Regions from separate parts of the Zea mays genome. Here region 1 is linked to region 2. Evidence: chromatin contacts called from public Hi-C data. All regions are on one chromosome and are shown on one strand. Each heading gives the region's core, a stretch centred on a gene start, on an enhancer-like site or on the middle of the called end of the contact. The rest is flanking DNA. Distances are from core to core; before and after follow the strand shown.

Region 1 (2,987 bases), core at 314-2,813, 950 kb after region 2:
TTGGACAGCTTTAACATGGACTGCTTTCAGTAAACTAGCAAACGACAAAAACATAAGGTATGCAAGCTCCATTGAACAGATACTAAAACTAGCAGTGCCAAATCTTCTAGTCTACTGTCAAAAGACAAAAATAAAGCAAAACAGCTCTACACTGAACAGCTACTATTTCAAACATGGACTACATGAAATCTGTGGGTAAAACAAAGTCCCAATTCTACAACAGTGCAATTTGCTAATAGCACTATTATCTCACCGCAGATAGGTCGCACCTGCTGAACTCAAAAGTTACCTGGCCTGTGCTCTCAAGGCGGCCCTTGTAAACACGTCCAAAACCTCCCTCTCCCAGGAAGCACTCGGGCCTGAAGTTCCTGGTGGCGGTAGCAAGCTCACGGAAGGTGAAAGTTTGCGCTGAGATGGCATTGCCATTGGCATCCTTTGGCACCAAAGCCTCTTTGGTGAGCCCATTGCTCTTTACTCTTGCTTTCTCAGCCGCTGCACACATAGACAAGTACAAGAGGTAGATTCAGTAAGCTCATCAGCAGTCCGACTCAGACAAAAGAGAATCACTATTCAAAATAGCATGTCCTGGTTGCATCAGTCCACGAGTTTATCACCCCACAACCTTTACATCTCTCCGAGGCCTAAGGTAGTAAATGAACCTAATTTGCAATAACTAACAATAGAAAGTTCCTACTTCTTTTCCCTTTACCTATCGAGAACCTGACGCTAATTCAACACGCAAAGATGGCCACAAGCTACACGGAGCACTACTAAATCAGATCAGGCAGGCCCGGTGCGGTTGAACCACCACGCGGGAGATCAACCACCTTGCCGGGATCCAGTCCACCCACCCACCCCAAACCGTGGAACACGTAGCTCAGCGCGGAGCACGTCGCGCACCTGCTGAGAGCTTCTCGACGCGCGGAGCCGCCATGGGCGCCTGCTGCAGGTCCGGGTACCCCCTGTCCCCGTGCCGGCCGATGCTGACGCCGGCGCCTGTGCCGTTTCCGTACGCCGCGACGGCAGAGGACGTGCCGCCGTACCCACCGGCGCCACCGAATTTGGGGTTAAGCTGCTCATCTGCCGGGGAGTCGAAGCACGGGAAGCAGCCCATCGCCGGCCAGGAAGAAACACCAGGTCGCCGCGCTACTTAAAGGTGCAACATTCCTTTCGCTTCCGCCTTCCTGCTTTGCCGCCGGAAACTCTGATTGCGCCGGGACGTGGAGGTGGATGGAATGGGATCTTTTCCGGCGAGGGGATCGAGGGAAGGGAGGACGGGGGAAAGCGAAGGGGAGGAGAAGGGAAGGAAAGGTGCGTTTTTTATTTGGTTTTTGGAGCGGAAGCGAAGGTAGCGAACAGGAATTCAGGGAAGGTGGACTCGGGCACTGGGCTCGGCTGGCCCTCGAGTGTATTCGCGGCGCGGGGAGGGGCAAGGCAGCCGTCCAACACGCGGTTTTGCCCGTGTTCAGACTGGGGTGCGGGATACGTACTTCACTTTGTTAACCATTTTTTATGGGGCGGGACAAGGAGGGTGTTTGTTATAATCTGTCTAGATTACCTAATTTAATAAATTTTGAATTAAGTATTAGTTTAAAATTTATTGGATTATATAATCTAGGTATGTTATAATCTTAAATCAACACTCTAAAATATATGTATGGTCATTTCGGCTCAACTTGTTTCAATTTTGTCACAAGCTAAACTAACATCTAAGCTCAATTTATTAATGAACCGAGATCAAACCAGATCATTAGCTCGATTGGGCTACATTTGTCAAGAAAACAAAGTCTTCACTTATGTTGAATGAACTAGTACATAATAAATTATGTTAATTTGGTGTTGGATTTGTTTGGGACTTGTTTTCAAATGCTATGAATTAAGAACAAGACAACCCAGAATGTTAAATGTTAATGTCCTTCGTCCTTCGAAACATTATCTCATTTAGGATATAATGATTTTCAGACGAAGGTCATGAAGGGCATACTTTCATCATCGTAGTATGTGTTAATAAGTGAAGAAGTATATGAAACATAAAAGACAACATGAACGATCACATAACATTATCAATTCATCCTCATTATATTTGTTGGGGGCTTCGTCCTCCGAAGGTCCTCAAAAACGTGATTTAACAATATCTTTCAAGTGTGACATATGAATAGGTACCTTCGGACTCGGGCTAAAAGCATGAACGATGTAAAGAACATGATCGTGACGAAGGTTGGAATTGCTCCGAAGCTACACGCAAGGGAGCTTCGGCTAAATGGCGGAAAAAGGAACCGACTTAAAGGGGAAAAGGCTATCTAGTCCTTATAGAATTGTATATAAGTCAATAATAAGTGTAAAGGGCATGTATGTAATTTCTCACAGGCCGCGTCCTGTGCCTATAATAGATGAACAGTACCCCCGTACTGTTCACGCTGACCTGTACTTGCTCGTGCGTCACGCTTGTACTTTTACCTTCTGTCAAGTCGAAGGTACATATGTCATTCAATATTGTCTTTACTTTTTCATGATAATATAATGAGATGAGAATGAATTGATAATGTTATATAATCGTTTATGTTGTCTCTTATATTTCATATGCTTCTCCTTTTATTAACATATATCGCGATGATGAAGGTATATCCTTCATGACCTTCATCTGAAGATCATTATATCCTAAGAGAAATAATGCTTCGAAGGACGAAGGACATTAACTTTTAACATTTTATGTTGCCTTGTTCTTAACTCATAGCATTTGAGAACAAGTCCCCAACATTGGCGCCCACCTCCGGTGAACCCTTTTCGACCACCTTCGACAAGCACTGACCTTCGTCATGCCACCAAAGAAAGCTTCAGCGCCAGGGGCTGCTGCGCTGCAACCACTGGACCCAAACCAGAAAACTCTTTCTCTTCGAGAGGCTCGAAGCCAGAAGAGGAAAGCCACCAGTCCAACACTCCAGGAGGAGGAGTTGGACCAAGAGATCAGGGACATGGAGATCATCCAT
Region 2 (3,013 bases), core at 502-3,001:
AAAAAGCTAAAATCATATTCATCACAAGCAAACAAATTATTTATGTTATTTAGGCCCTGTTTGAATGCACTAGAGATAATAGTTAGCTGCTAAAATTAGCTCTATAGACATCCAAACAATATAGCTAATAGTTGAACTATTAGCTATTTTTAGTAAATTAGCTAATAGTTAGCTAGTTATTTGTTAGCTAGCTAATTCTACTAGCAATTTTTTAGACAACTAATTATTAGCTCTAGTGGATTCAAACTAGCCCTTAGTCACGCATAAAATGTTATTAAATGCACAAAATTTCCCCGCAATAACATGTGGATTTTTGCAGCCAAAGAGCATTCTTTGCATGGAAATGAGCAAAAAGCTAAGGGGTATTGAATCAAATTAAGTACTCACCAATGTGATGCAACGACTCCTGCTTCCAAAAACCCACCAGCCTCTGCAAAGATAGATTAAAAAAATTAGTGCATGTCATAGATATCCAGAAAATCGAGTGACAACATGGTAGGTATCAAACATGAACTAAAACAATAAAGACACCACTAGCCTTATCATAAACTAACAAAAACAGAAAACAATAAATAGGGCAACAATTCTGCAACTGCAGATTATTACCTCTGTGGGAAGGCGAAGCTGCTCCTCAGAGAAGGAGGACGCAGCTACGGTTGTATTGGTGAACTGGGAGAGGTGGTGCCTCGGATCCATGACTTGAAATGGCATCCTGCAGGCGTCCAGACCATATAACGTGTTAGGCACAAACCTAGACAACAGCACCGTATCTCAATTGCCCAGGATCAACGCAAAATTAATAAAACTTGCGGAAAAGATGAAGTGTCGAGGGGTTAACATGACGAATAGGAGCAATTTTACGGGCAGAAATCTGTCAATCCATGACAACCGAGCCACAGGGCAGCAGAGAAAAAGGCGGATTTTAGCTCGTGTGAGCTTCCAAAGTCAATACTTCTGAATCAGAACCAGTAGGTTTGACAAACCAGAGTGCGAATCCCACAAATTTGAGAGAAATGTTTAATTTCCCCCAATACGACAGCACAGAAGATGTAAAATTTAATGCGCCTCGGGCTCTACGAGCTCCAAACCAGCAAGTCCCTAGTGATCAAAGAAACCATCAAAATAAAACGAGGAATTCCCGGCAGAACACAACCCAAAATAATTGTCAGACCCCGAATTCAAGCTCAGGTTACATACAGCAAGCAAGGACACCCACGAAACAAAACGACTTATACGAGAGCTTTCAAAATTTCCCAAAATTGAAACATCCCAAACAGAAACCATCCATGTAGAGAACGGAAAGCGAGTGGGGGCTCACCAGATCGGTGCCTGCTGCCACCACCTCCTCCTCTTCAGAGCTCAAAAACGGTGCCAAACTCGCAGGCAGCGGGAGCAGGCGGAAGAGATGCCCCCATGCCACGCAACCGGGACCCTGTCCGAGCTCGAGCACGGGTGGATCACGCGGCCTTACGGTCGTCCCGGGACCCAATGCGACGCCGGGGCTGCACACCCTGGCCGCGTGGGGGAGGGCGAGCGAAGAAAAAAGCTACGGACACCTATCTAACCCTAGAGCCACGACGACGGCGAGCCCCCGGGCGCTGGCCCCCATTCCGGCGCTCGCCTAGGTCCCCCTGCTCGGCCCCCTTGTGATGTGCCCGCCGGATTTCTTCGCCGGAAGCTTACTGGCTCCGGCGAGGAGGCGGTGGGTGTTGAGACGAAGGGGAGACGCGGGCCTCGCAGGGGAACAGCAACTACCTACCCAAATGCGGGCGGCAAGAGACGGGCGGCACGCCCTTTATACCGTACCCTGCGGTTACGCCCGGTGACTGCCACCGCGGAGCACGGGACCGCGGCGCGCGCGGCTGTCCTGGGGCTTGTTCATACCACCTGAAACTGACGAGATGTGGCCCACTCTAGGCGGGCTGTCTTGTCAGTGACTTGATACAGGGGTGGGACCAGTACTGCAGTGGGATCGACGGAAGAGAGCGGTGCATTGGTGTGCGGTGGGTTCAAATTTGGGTGGTGGGAGTTGGGGGAGGCGACGGCTTTGGGCTGAGTTGGTTAGGACGGGCGGCAAGCCTTGCTGCTTGCTTGCTTGCGCCAGATTGTTCTCCTCTCACTCACTGCTTGGATTAGCCTCGTTCTAGTGCAGCATCCTCCTCTCGTCCATATCATATCAGCTCTCGACTTCACTTCATCTCTAATGCTCTAGTACATAGATTGTAGCAGACTACAGCCTCTATAGCTTTTTTATTTCAGAATTAAGTAATTCACGCACGTTTATTTGAACGCTCAGAAATCGCACAACATAATGGAATGGTTTGTGTAACGAGCTCCATCCGCGTAGGGTATTTCTAAAGAGATTGGGGTGAAATTTGTGGTTTTTGCAATTTTTTTAAATTTTTTGGATCCAAAAATGGCTAGTTGCAACGACTGTTGAATTAATGTGGGTCTGGCACAAATTAATATTCAATAATAGTTAATGTTAAAGGCTCATTTTAATGCTACAGTGTACTAGTACTTTAGTACCATACCGGAAGTTCAAGTGACAATTCAATCAACTTAAATAGAAGTATCATTGGTGCATCTATTGATAAAGCTGAGAAAATGATGAAGGACTATCATGCGCGCGCGCCGCCGCCGGCGGGGCCGTGGTGGATCGGACTTTGATCCGAATATTCCGTCCTAAGGGTTGCATATTTTGCCTAGAGTAATGACAGTCCATTATTATCGTCTGTTACTGGTTGTTTCCTGTGTTATGGCTATAACGGACGGGCTGTAATGGTTGTCGGCTAGTAACGGACGTCACTAATGGTATCAATTTCTGGCTGTCTATAACGGTAGCTCTGATGGTGACTGTTACTGTCTGTTCACCTCCCTCTGCGCGTGTACTTATATGGAGGAGTGGAGGCTGCTTCTATTCACAGTACGCACGTAGAGTCTCAGACGCGTTGCACACAGCCATTCTCGTCCCACCTTCTGCGAGCACAGAGAGTTTGGGAGAGCAGGCCTC

The links. A called contact is a pair of places that touch in the nucleus more often than the background predicts.
Region 1: a Hi-C map of ear shows a contact between it and region 2, with 1.9 times the contacts expected there. The contact joins the promoter of LOC100283091 here to the promoter of LOC103653544 in region 2. A contact is called at or near these places in 3 of 25 Hi-C or Micro-C datasets (ear, leaf mesophyll and tassel).

What each region holds. Positions count from the first base shown.
Region 1 is chr4:100,095,769-100,098,755 of Zm-B73-REFERENCE-NAM-5.0, forward strand. LOC100283091 reads right to left here and starts at 1,564. Exons shown (of 5, transcript NM_001412293.1): 1 at 901-1,564; 2 at 254-492. The coding sequence starts at 1,114.
Region 2 is chr4:99,147,929-99,150,941 of Zm-B73-REFERENCE-NAM-5.0, forward strand. LOC103653544 (protein MEI2-like 4) reads right to left here and starts at 1,752. Exons shown (of 15, transcript NM_001329435.1): 1 at 1,319-1,752; 2 at 607-712; 3 at 388-430. The coding sequence starts at 711.